Linked DNA regions of Anser cygnoides: region 2 is linked to region 1. Evidence: chromatin contacts called from public Hi-C data. All regions are on one chromosome and are shown on one strand. Each heading gives the region's core, a stretch centred on a gene start, on an enhancer-like site or on the middle of the called end of the contact. The rest is flanking DNA. Distances are from core to core; before and after follow the strand shown. Region 1 overlaps HDAC4 (histone deacetylase 4). Region 2 holds the start of HDAC4 (histone deacetylase 4).

Region 1 (6,561 bases), core at 2,470-4,969:
ATTACTCCTCGGTATCCAAGGCATATCCATTGACAGCTTTCTCTGAACATACTGTTCTCAATCTACAGTTTAAAATTCATTTGTGCCCCTACATCGTTGTCATCCTGTATGCCCGGCTCCGGAATACATGGGGATTGACCTTTTCAGATTTACATTTACAACACGCAGAGTCTCTGGGAGCTCTGTTACAGAGAAAAACGAACCGAGTGGAATTTCTGGAATGGTGACTGGACTACTGATGTTTCCTAGGGCAAAACACTTACTGCGTGTATTCCATCCAGCTCACTAATACCCTGGTAAACAAGAGAAAAATGAATGACAAAAGCAACTTAACTGGCTGGAATCTTCTGAAAGACGGAAAACAGACTTCCATGTCCCCCACACAAAGGAAAGATGCCTCGGTAGTCAGTGCTCAAGGGTAACACAAACAGTGTTCCAAGTTAAGAATGCAAAAATAATAGTAATTAATAATAATAATGCAGATCATGAATTGTATTTCCAAATGAAAAAGGCCAGGCTCTTCCAGAAGTGCTGCACCACGTATCGAGCCTCATGTTTCTCCTTTTCTTTCGCAGACACCACTGCAGATGCCACCTTTATCCCCAGGGTGTACCTGGTTCGTGCAGACACCTTCTATCGAGCTGCCTAGTACCTCCCCCAGCCTGGAGCTGGCCCTTCTCTTCACCACATGCTTTTCCTGAAGCATCAACTACTCATAACATATGCTCAGACCCCAAAACACTGGATTTACCAGCACGGCCCTGCTACCTGACCTTGTCTGTACAGTCACCCGGCATCGCAGAACCAGATTTTTCAGCTCAGTTTTCAGGTGTGGCGATCCTTCTCACCAGCAGAGTCTTTACCTTTAGGCTGGACTACTCAAAGTATCACCGCAATCAGGTCTCCTCGGTCCTAAAGCATCCTCATCCAAAAATGCTACCAGGAACACAAAATAGAAGACACCATCAATACTAATAAAGTTATGGCATGATGGGATTTTCTCTCCAAGGGAAATATCCTCTTGGCCAGTAACCTTACCAACTGCAAGTTAAAGCTTTTGTTACGTGTGCTAGCTTTTGCATGCTGCTCATTGCAAGAAGAGACAGCGTGCATTTAAGGAACAGCAGCATCACCAAGCATCTTCTCCACGGGTTCCCTAACCCAGATCTGCCACCTCACTCTGTATTTGCCACCCTGCAAATCATCAGTCTCTTATAAAACATTCAGCTTCACGTTGTTCTCCCTTCCAAAAAGCTCACCTGCAATGCATAAACGAATGGGTGATTTTTAAAATATTTTTTTTATCTAATTACCAGCACTGTTTTGAGCAAAATACACTGTGCAGTACACGTACGGCACTTTTGTACAAGTCAGAAACACCCCGGTTTTTTAGCAATATTTTCTAAACTACTGCAACACAGTCTGTTCATTCTGTCCTCCATCGATACAAACTATTGATCAGTGTCACCACAAAAAATCCAGCAAATACGTAAAGAGAGAGGAGAAGAAATTGAGAGCTGACTGCAAAGGAGGCAGCTCGGTGCCCTCACGGGGCAGAGAATATCGGCAAGCACTGTGAAAGGGGAGCAGGGGACAACGCAGGACTCCAGGAAAGGTGCAAAGCACCTGGGAAATGGGACACAGCCAGGAAAAAGCACACCCTGACAGTGCTGCCTGGGGCTGGAAGCCTGCTCGCTTTTAGTATTTCTTTGGAAGCTTTACCTGTGAAAGGAGAGGGAAGACAGGTTTATGGTATTTGCTTTGGAGCAAATTAGCCAAGCAAGTGAGAGCCATCAGCGCAGCTTTGCCGTACTGGGGAGGTGATGACACAGGGACCAGTAGGTACCACAGTCCCTGCCCTTCCCAAATCAAGCAGCAAGGCAGGCTCTGAGCGTTTTTCTGGCAGGTGAGGACAGGCACAGCTCTCACAACCTGAGCGGCACATCCTGATAAAACACCTGGGGAAGAAGCAGCCTTTAAAGCATGGCTGACCTTCTCTTCCAAAGAAACGAGAAACTGCAGTACACAGAAAAAAAACACATTATCTGCGGGCTGCAAAGCTATTTCACTCATTCTCAGATTGTAATTACCACCACAAAGCCCATATTTGATCATCTCTGGCTAACTGGAGCAAACAGAAGCGTTTTACATATGGGAATCCCACTGAAAACAAACCATGGCAAGCTTGCACAGCTGGTTAACTACACAACAGTGCAGCGAGGGATGTCTGGAAATAACAAGGAGAATGCAAGATGCTGCCCATAAGCAAGGGAAACCCATTTTGGGATGTCCAGAGGGATGGAAGGGGAAAAAACAAACAAAACACAACACACACTCTGTCTAGGCCGCTACAGACTTCAACCCATAGAAGTAGTATTTGGAAGAATTAAAAACCACCCACAAAAACATCCTCTCGTTTTCCTCCTGGCTGAAGCTGCACCTCGCGTTGCAATGTACGTGACCTGGAGCGACGTTGCTGACTCTTAGACGGGGGCCTTGGGCTCACACCAAAAACCAGCTGTGTACCAAGCAGACTGTTCAGTTCGGGGGGCTGGGATTTCCAGAAGTTACAGGACTCCAAGTTTTCTGCAGAAAGTTCATGCTGTGATTTACATTGGAAATCGTAGTTCCCGATGTTTTCACAAAGCCTTGGGAAAACACCATCCCCGCAAAACGCAGGACAACAGTTACAAGATTACAATTACCAGATTAATACAAGAGTATTAGAAACACTACACACATGCCCACTTTTTGCTAAATGCTTTAAAAAAAAAACAAAGTCACCTAAGAGCAAGTACACAGCTTCACTGAGTCCTCCCTCTCCTGAGTTCCCTGCGATTGAGCTGAAATGCTTCACAGCCACTGCTCAGAGCCATTTCACTGGTCTGGCTTCTGCTTCTTCACCGTGGACTCGGTGTCTGCAGCTAAAACCTGCAGTCACTGGAGAAGATCCGAAGCCTGGAAGGGGTGAAAGCTTTAGCGAGGTCAAGAGCTGAATTACTGCAATTAAAATCCTTCAGTAGTAACGCGGGATCAATTAAAGACAGAAAAACTTGCGGTTTTCTCTTCTGTAGCTGCTTGCACCTCCACGCCCAAGAAACTAAAGCGTGTACCAAGCCCACCGCGCCAAGCAGCTCCCATAAATGAAGCTCATTCAACACTTTGTGCAGTGTAAGAGATGTAAGAGTGAGGTGTAATTTGACAGCGCAAACTCCGCTTTGCACTCAGGCTGTAAAGCACACGGCTGGCTGCCGTGGGCACGCGGATTACATTCACGGCTCATACACAACAGGTAATTAAGTCGTGCGAAGAGCTGTGAGGCAGGAAAAGTTAACAAGTTGGACTGTAGCTGAACAGTGAGGCGTCTGCTGTCACTCTTTGAGAGAATGCCTGCAATTAAGGTATGTTAATAATTAAAGCAGACTAAAAAAGCACATAGTTCAATCATTTTCGATGTTATTCCCAGACTCCAAGGCCATCGCCAGGCTATCCATGCTGGAAAGCTGGCTGGTTACTCTAGTACTATTTACTTCTGAATAGAAGCACTTTACCTGAGCTAGGAGGGAAACGACAAAGCAAAGAAGCACAAGCACAAGTGCGTGTGACACGGGCTCCTCGGAGCAGCAGTCCCCGAAAGCCAAAACCTCCACGTGTGGCTTTGTCAGGACTCGTTCCTTCCTCTAAGCTTTGCTCAGATGCACAAGCACACAGCACAAGAGGGCAAATACTGGAAATTGGTTTTGTTTTCCATTTGCTGGGGGAAGAGCTTTACGGAAAGGTTCCTTCTGGTGGACCTTCGATGGCTCTGGAGGCACATGGGCAGCCTGCTCTATGGCACCAGCAGCATGTTACACCAGCTCGACGATGCACACTGCACAAACAACGAAGCCACCTCAGACAAGTCTATTTTCACTCCTTTGGACATCATTAGAAATGCCAGCAATCCCTTACAATACTGTGTTTTTACTACCCATGTAAAATTAGCATTTGTCCTCGAAAGTAGATGCTCTACAAAAAAGACAGAAGGACTTTGAACGTGCAGTTTGGAAACACGCGGATCAATGGGGCTCTTGTTTACCTGCAGTTCAGGAATTTCCCCTTTTAAGGAGGCCTGGCCAAGCTGCCCCCACTCCACGCGCAGACACTCGCTACCTGAGGCCATCACAAAACACGTCCTGAACGTGCATAACGTGGGATGCGACGGCTAAGGGATGATCCAAAAAAAATGCAGGATGCACGACATAGGCGACCACTGCAAGCATGAATGCAGAGACCTGCCTGGAAAAAATGTACAGCAGAAAAAGGAATTAGGAAAACACAGCAGGTGAATTTCTAAACACATGGGGCTTCCAGAGCAACGAGTGGCATGGAAGAGAATAAAGCAGTTTTCATTTCTGTCACCAAGTGTTTCCTCAGCAGATGACGCCTACAAAAAGGAAAGGGGCAGGGTCAAGCACGTGGATATGGGTAGGGACTGAAGGAAGAGTTGCTCTCCCTGAAGTTTCAAAGTAATAAATAAGACTAAGAAGGAAAACTCAAGTTCCTAGTACGACTCAGGGCAAGATTTCACTGTCATTAACTAATACCAAAAATGAAATAATTGCTGTTAAGCCAGAATGAGAGCAAATTCACTGCAAACCCTTTCAGATTCCCAAAAGACCAAGCCTCTTTTCAAGAACTTTTCAAAAATTAAAAAACCCCTTCACCTGAAGTCAAAAGCCAGGCAGAAGCTCACATCGCGCACACACGTACACTCTCCAGCAGTATCCGCCTGCATAACCCACGGGGAGATCAAAGAGCCGGACCGAAGACTCAGCTCTGAAAGCACTTCAGCTGCTGCACTGCCAACACGTAAAAAGGTTTCAGAAACACGTGTAGTTATCTAATAAAATCTAACTTCACCCAGTAAAGCGTCGTAAAGCAGGTGGCACTGGCCTATAGATTTTGCGTTAACTTAATATCGACAGTTTCGAGCCCAGGAGTACTACTTACAAAAAGTTTAAATAAAAAAAAAAATACAACCGAACAGGAAGGTTTTTTCACTGCAAAAGCACTGTGGAGCAACCCAAGGACTCGGAAAGCAGCAAAGAGGAAAGAAAACCTCCTGAAGAACTTCAGCCTGCAGTCTTGGGTTACAGCATGACAACAGCCTGGAGTAGTTAACAATTTCCACTTAAGCTAATAGAAAGATTTAACTTTAATTTCCACTGAACTACAACCAAAAGCTTTCCTTCAGTTTAGGGTGGAAAAAGCACTTCCCCTCCTCCCTTTTCAGCTTGCTCAGGACACAGCTAGGAAAGAAGAAGAGGCACGAAGAAGGTGCCAAAAATTAAGCACGATGTGACTGACTGCAGCTTTCTCTTGGCGCTCGGCTGCCGCTGAGGCAGCTGATCCCTCAGCACAGCCTTTCATTTCCCCACCTGTCGGGCCACACGCTATCACAAAGGCAAACCTAAAACGTCTTTTAGGATATACCTCCTCTCCCCCTGCTCTGGATGTCCCTCCGGCAGCCCTGAGTCCCACCAGTGTCCCGAGGTCCCCATCCACCCGCCTCCCGCCGCACCGCTCTGCTTGTGGGGTGAGGGAGGGCATCGGTGCTGAGTGCCCCCTGCTCACCGAGTCAGAAATGCTCTTCTTTAAAAGCAGCTGCGGGATTAAGACCTGCACTCCCTTTCAATTTCAAGTTTCAAAGCTTGCAATACGAAATGTGGAGAGAGACCATTAAACCGGTCACATGCAGCCTTAAAAAAAAAAAAAAACAGCCCGGCACTATGCTGTTTTTGTAAGTCTTCCCTTCTCCAAGTCCAGGAACGGTCTCGGTCTCTTCAAAGCCTTTTGTAACACGCTGCCCTTTTACTCACTCATTAGCCCTAAGTGCAGCCATTTGCTAATTTCGAAATGCAGTTGTTCATAAATCAAAGTTCAAAAGGTGCTTAAAAACAATTTAGTCACCGCAGCTGGTGACCGTTGATCTTTACAGCTTCAGTAACTTCTTAGCATGGAAATACCCTGCTAACGGAAGCACCCGTCTAGGCATATTACCAAGTAATCTTTGGGTTTGGGCAATATTCTTTGGTTTTTATTAGCCTGCAAAAGCAGGGTGAGGTGGCAAAGTATCGGTGGAAGCACTGGAGACCAAGCAGCCCCTGGGGAGCCGGCGGGACAGGGGCTGCAGTGGGGCTCAGAAGGTGCTTGTCATGGTCAAATTCTCATTTCTTGTGCCCAACCTGAAGAAAGCCACACGTTTACCTCTTAAACAACTGGAATTTGACAATCCCATGCATCAGAGGAGAATTTCTGCTCCTGGGAACTACCTGCAGGTTCCTTCTTCCAGCTCTCTTTAAGCATATGAAAACAGGAAGCTTTCACTCAGAAACCTCAAGAAAAGAAAGATAAGGTTCCCACAGACACCCCAAACACCTCATCCAGCACGTTTCTAACAGAACAGAAGGAATAGCACGGCTGGCAGGACTAGGGAAGTGATTGTCCCCGTGTACACAGCATTGGTGAGCCCACACCTTGAATGCTATCCTCAGTTTGGGCCCCTCACTACCAGAGGTG
Region 2 (6,561 bases), core at 1,534-4,033, 69 kb after region 1:
GCTTTCATTCCATACGTACGCTTTTCTTTCATGCTTCCATCCCATTAAGTAAATGACAAATTCCTCTGGTATTCTGAGGTAATTTTCAAAATGCGTTTCGTGCTGTTCTAATCCCGTCCTCTCTCTACAGCCAGGTCCTGAAGCAAAACACTAAAGACATTCTAGGGCAGCAAAGTAAAATTTGAAAGATTTCAAGATTTTTTTTTTTAGAACTTTTTTTTCCCCTCTAAGTTCAGACAACCAAGGGCACAGCGTAATATCAGCAGCCAAGATCTGTCAGATGCACACGCTGAAACATGCCATTCCAACACGACAAAAACCATAGAATCCTGGAAAGCCGCGTCTTACACATTTGGGTTCATACAGAAAATCTGCAGTCACTAAAACTTACTCTTTCTAACTGGGTGGCATTTTACATTTCCAAATGTAATTGAGTGAGCACGTTGCCATGGTTACGGTAGGATTCTGCAATAACTTTGTTGCCTTGTAATTGCTGTATATTTGTATACAAGCAGCTGAGCTTTCCTAATTCAATGCCCTCTTAACTCTTTCGGAGAGGCAGCTTTGGGGCAGAGAACTCCGCGCAGCAGCAGCGCAAGCACCAGAGGGGACTGGAACTGGGCGCAGCGACAGACCACGTAGAGGGGGGGAAAAAAAAAAAAGAAAAAAAAAAAAAGAAACCTTGCCAAGAAGCAGATTATTAAACTTCAGAGCTCCTTAGCTTTTAAAAAATGTTGTTGTTAAGAAAGTCTAATTCAGATAATTAACTTCAGGTAGCTTTTGGCAACGGCTGAAAGCACTCTGACAGCGGCGCAAGTCCCACTTAGTGACGGTCCGTGCCACCAGTAAATCAAAACGCATTGGCAAAGAGGTCGCTCGCTCCATGGTGAAATCCACCGGGGCACGAGGACCACAACGACACTCGCTCCATCCCCGAAATCTCAAATTAGCGTGAGGAAGACAACAGAACACAGCTGTTGGCAACGAGCACCATGCACCCCTGGCGAGAGCCAGCGCCGAGCAGCGCGTGCCCGTGGCCTGAGCCGCCCGCGGGCGCCCAGCACAGCACCGCGTCTCGGGAACGATTCCCGAGGGGTGATCTGCTCGGGAGCACGAGGTGATCCCGTGCGGCGCGATCCGCCCTGGCGAAGCGAGCGGCCGCAGCACGGAGCCTCGTCTGTGGAAGCCTTCGGACGCGAGCTATGGACAAGCAAGCAGGAGGGGGAAAAAGGCTTCCCCTATCATGAAATGCACGCACAAAACAATTACGCAAGTGCTTTGAATAAAAGGCAGGTTTACTTCCCTTTAAATGGCACCGGGTACCCAGCCATAACGTCCAATAATTGTTATGTAAATACGTCTGCTTGCTTAAGATGCCACGCTGCATTCGCCATGCCACAAACACTCCGAAGATAACATTTAGGGAAGCTCGGGGATTGCACAGCATCTTCCCTGATAAATTCCTGCAGCAAAACCCACACGCGAGCGCTCGGCAACACCTCCCTTCTGCTGCTCCACATGCATTATAAGCTATTTTTTCCTCATCTTCTTTTTTTTTTTTTTTTTTTTTTCCTTTTTTAAGTTACGGCCCAAAAAACTGTTGCACAAACCTGCGGCGTGCCGGGGCGAGAGGCTCCCTGCGCTCCCCCCGGATGCCAAAACCGATGCATTTTGGGGGGAAAAGCCTGCTTTTAAGGACAGGTCCTAGCTCAGGCTGGGCTGGGATCTGTCATTCTCTGTTGCAGCCTAACCTCGCCACAGGACCTCCGAGCGGCGCGGAGCATGAAAACACGACCCCCTTTATGCTTTCGACACCGAAAAAAGCGCTTTTCGGGTATTTTTGCCCTTTGGGAAGTGACGGGGGGGGGGGGTGCCGGGTCCGGAGGCCTCTCCCCGCGCAGCCAGCGGGGCGCCGCTCCCCGCAGCGGGCGGTGCGGGGGGCAGACCCCGCTCCCTCCGCAAACTTCGGGCAGCGGAGCGGAGGGCCCCGGTCCGCAGGCGTCGCCCCGGGGCCGCGGGCTCCGAGCGGCGGCGGTGGCGGCCGCCGCCTCCCCCCCAACCCCCCGGGGAGGGCTCGGAGGGGCCCGTCCCGCCCCGCCCCGCCCCGTCCCGGTGCCGGCCGCTCACCGCTGCCCGCATGGCCCCGCTCGGCCCCGCTGCGCTGCGCTCCCCGCCGAGCCCCGCGCGGCTCCGAGGCGGCGGCGGCGGCGGCGCGGGGCGGAGCCGCGGCCGCCCGGGAGTGGGGGGCGTGGCCGTGCGCGCTGTGGGAGGGGCGGGGTCACGGCTGGCCACGCCCCCTCCCGCCTCATTCACAAAAAACGCCAGCGGTGGGAAGCGGGGGGTCGGGGCTGAGCGCCCATTGGGCGCCGCGGCTGCCCGTCACCGCCCCGCCCCGCCAGGCGCGCCGGCCAATCAGCGAGCGGCAAGGGGCCGCCGAGCCGCTCAAATCCGCCCGCCGCCGCCGCCAGCGCGACGCTGATTGGCTGCCGGAGCTGCCCGTCACCTCCCCCCCACGCACGCCCCGCCCTCCGGCACCCCGCGCGGCCGCAGCCCGCAGCCGGGCCGCCGACCCCTCCCGGAGCCCGGCGGCCGCGGGGAGGCCTCGGGCGGCAGCGGTGCCCGCGGGGCCGCGTACTGACCTGCGCGGCGGCGGCGGGGAGCCGGGCACGGCGCGGGCACGGCGCGGGCACGGCCCCGGCGCGGACACGGCGGCGCGCGCGCCCCCGACGGCCTCAGCCCGTGACGGGATCCGCCATCTTGGAATTTTTAGCGGCGGGGTCACGTGGTGCGACCATTTTCCCCACGGCCAATCAGGGCGCGCGGGCTATTTATAGCCGCGGCTCCCTCCTTGCCTCCCCGCTCCCCCTGCCCCTCCCGCCGGGGGGGGAAGGCAGCCAATCAGGCCCCGCCTCGCACCGCCAGGCCCCGCCCACCGCCCGTCGCCTAGGCGACGCCGCGGCGCGCGGCCCGGCCGCTGCCCGCTGCCTGAGGCGGCCGCGGGCCATGGCGGCCATTTGCTGCCCCCTGCCCCGGCACGGCCGGGCCCTCCCGGCCTGAGTTGCAGCAGCAGTCCCGCGTCCTCTGCTCCTCCTGCACCAACTGACAGAGCCACAACTACAGCACCCTCATGTATCATCCCCTTAGAGTACCCTGATTCTCAGGATAATGCATAGTATACATATTCTCAGTATACTATATAGTATATATACCTCATACCATGCTACACATATATATATAGCATCCTGATTCCCAGAATACTCCAAGGAGATACATTTACTGGAAATACCGTGGAAAATGCAAGCCATAGTAGATACACAGTGTTTTATTAGCCTATGGATTTTTTTTTTTTTGAGGATTTTCCGCATCCAAAATCCCGCTCCTGAAGTTTCTTTAAATCCATCTAGTTACGTACAAAAATGGTGGCTAAATACACTGCTTTTAATAGTAAATAGCTGAATCACACTATGAAAAAGAGAGAGTACAGTTCAAAATACAAATATTTGCCTGAATTATCAAGGGTAAAAAAAAAAAAAAAAAGGATTGCTCCACACACTTGCCACTACCATGCTTTCCTAGGAAGTGTCCAACGTTTAATTGATTTTTCTGTTTTCTAAGGAATTAACACTATTGAATTGTCAAACCTCCTCGCGCGGCCGTTTCGTGCCGGGCCAAGCCCCCGGCTGACACAACCACCATGCCGCAAGAGTTTTGCTGTTCTGCCTTTGCTGTGCTCTGCCTGGCGCATCCTGCCTGCGGTGCGTGAGGAGCTGATCACCACCTCACGCTTCACTGAAGGCGTCGCCAGTGACCAAGGAGAGCCTAAATCTCCAATGCTGTGACATCAAATCTTATTAATCCACTTTTTTTTTTTTTTCCGATAGCTTTTTTTCTGAAGGTGAGGCACCATGCCGGTCCTAGAAGGAGAGATGGTTCTCTTTGGCTCTGTTCTGAGGTAAAGGCCATCTGCACAGCCTTCAAAACTCTCCTCTCCCATCCAAGTACAGCTTCCAGAGGATGCTTGTGCTTCACATAGGTGGAGCCCTTGGCTTACACAGAGTTAAAGGAGTTAATGGTCCAGGCACGGACTCAGTGGTCTGCTCTTACGCCCCGGAGTGCAGCCGCTGTGCCATACTCTTAGCCCGCCAGCAAATAGATGGGGACTTCCCACGTCGCTTTCAAGGAGTTTCACAGAATTCTTAACATCCTTGACTAAGACAGTATAAAATATATCTTTCCTACTCGTATGCAGCCATCCCAGCACACTTCTGGTAATTTTGATTAATTGACTCTTGCTAAATTGCTCTTAAACTTCCAGACTTTCCTTAAAGAATAATGGACTCCTGTAGTTCAGCCATCTGGACTTAGGTAAAATCAGGGACCTGAAGAGAATTGCTAACAACTTCATCCCTCCCTCAAAATTTACACATATATATATATATAAAAGCATAAAAGCGCAGCCTTTTTTTTTTTTTTGAGATGTTTAATGACTGCATATCCATTCAAAAGGGCCACCCGTCTAAAAATCCTGTCATATTGATTTGACCCCTACAGTTGCTTTTTTTCCTGTTCTGTGAACAACATGCTCACTTCTTGGCAGAGGTCAGAATTAGTCTGACAGTTCCATCAGCAAAAGCATCCCATTAACTTCAGCTTTCCAGTCTTACTTTATTTTTAGAAGATTAATATATTAGCAGAAATTTACAACAAGCATTACATTTTGATTATTCTAAGCTTGAGCATACGGGCAGCACAGCCTGCCTTGTTGTTTTGGAATATTCTCCCTTTAATATGCATCTAAGAACACCACTGGCATGAAGAGCATCACTTCTGCATAAAGCTAAAGCCCGTTTTGATTCATTTTTAGGTTATATTGGCTTGTGGGCTTGTTTGTTTGTTGTTCTTTGGTTGGTGAGATTTTAGGTTTCCTTGTACAGTTGTCCTGATATCTTTATTTCAGGGCCGGTTTGTGTGCTCACACGTATGTACGCATGTGCGTATAAATAAGCTTCTAAATTATTTTAAAGGGTCAAGCTACATATGGGTGTAAGTGCTTTAGGACTAGAAGGTCACTAATGCAGATTGTGTAGCTGACGAGGCAACATTTGCAACTGCCACAAGCTCCTCCGCGGACCTGACGCCCGGCGGTCACACAGGTGGCTGTCTGCCCTCCCTTGCGGCTCCCCGTTCCTGGCGGTTTGCTCACCAACACGAGGTGCAACCAACGCTTTGCCTAAGAGGTCCCCGCAGGTTCCAAACACAGTGGGGCCCGGAGGTGCCCCCCAGCTGTCTCCTTTCCCCACCGACTGTACGCTGAGGGCTGGACGCTGCACTGCAGACCCGTTCTGCCACCCAGCTGAGTACGTTGCCTCCAATGCCCTCTGCAGTGCTGAAGTCGTTTAAAAAGGTGAAGGAAGAAAAGAAAATTGTACCCTAAAAGTTGCCATGGAGTGTAAGTTTTATCTTCAAAATGTGATTGATGCCGTACTAGTGGTCGTGGGCGTGAATACGTGTATCTATTAATACCCAGTCTAGGCTAACCTGTGCATAATGACAGAAAATTAAACCTTGTCATTGTTCGGATAAATTAGAATTCAAACATGAGCAAGAAAAAGTATTCTTCCTATATGTTAAATCTGACTGTATACAGTGTGGTCTGGCTTTGCTGTAATTGCAGCTGAAAAGTTTACTCAGAAGCCATTTGAATTAAAATACAGAAATTATTAAAAAAAAAAAAATGGCAGAGCTAATTCATAAAGACTTAAATAAAATGCAATTACAGAGCTTCCCGCCTACCTCCACCTCATCCCTAGCCGAACTCTACTTCTTGTTTGTCAAAAATGGTTCCATTTTTTTATGTTCTTAAGCAGGTAACAGCCATCACAACACTCCTGCTGATTTCCCTCCCCAGCCACAGGGTTCTGATTAAAAGAAAATAGCGTCCCTCAGCTTTCTGTCCCCATGCTCCCTCTTCTACCACCTCCTCAGACACAAAAAGAGCATCGAGTAAGGGAGAAAACCAGCAAGAACTTCCTCTAGATCCTTGCCACTGAAGAGCAACACCTACCCCAAGTGCCAGTGTTTCAGCAGTCACGCTTAGGCACAAGTGTGTGGACTGCATCCTTTTCTTTCTCCTGATCAGTTAGTTGCCATCATTGTTCTCCCCTGATATTTTTCTCCCGCCAGCCACCCTTCTTTACCTTATCTCCCACTCCCATCTGTTCTGCATCCTTCCTACATCATACTCATTTACTCCTTTCTGCCATCAGGAAAAAAAAAAGCCACAGATTTAAAACACATCTGTAATGAAACAGAGAACGTTAAATTCACATTGCCCCACTCCTGCATTTCCCTTCTGACATACCTTTTTTAGCTTTGTCCTGGTGAATTTTGCTTCATCTTGGACTTTCTTTTATTTATTTACTTGTTTTATTTCTGTGCTGTGAAATCTGTGTTCTGTGCAGAGCAGTCCAGTCTGGCTTAATGTGAGCTGAAGCAAAGAACAAGGTGGTTCCCCTCCACTTAAGGGAGTGCCTGTTGAGGCTGAAGAAGCCTGTATTTGGC

The links. A called contact is a pair of places that touch in the nucleus more often than the background predicts.
Region 2: a Hi-C map of liver shows a contact between it and region 1, with 7 times the contacts expected there. The contact joins the promoter of HDAC4 here to the enhancer-like site in region 1. A contact is called at or near these places in 2 of 7 Hi-C or Micro-C datasets (both in liver).

Annotation. Positions count from the first base shown.
Region 1 is chr6:12,822,747-12,829,307 of Taihu_goose_T2T_genome, forward strand. The region is part of intron 2 of HDAC4 (histone deacetylase 4); the gene reads right to left. Among named protein-coding and RNA genes, the nearest start is that of HDAC4, 69 kb to the right of the region's middle. Within about 2 kb of position 3,720, at least 1 of the 3 cell types and tissues checked has open chromatin away from gene starts, as enhancers often do. A contact at or near this core is called in liver, where this site is marked.
Region 2 is chr6:12,892,212-12,898,772 of Taihu_goose_T2T_genome, forward strand. It overlaps HDAC4 (histone deacetylase 4), which reads right to left and starts at 2,784. Exons shown (of 26, transcript XM_066999846.1): 1 at 2,640-2,784. It overlaps LOC106034581 (a long non-coding RNA gene), which reads left to right and starts at 5,281. Exons shown (of 2, transcript XR_007159068.2): 1 at 5,281-5,449; 2 at 6,462-6,561.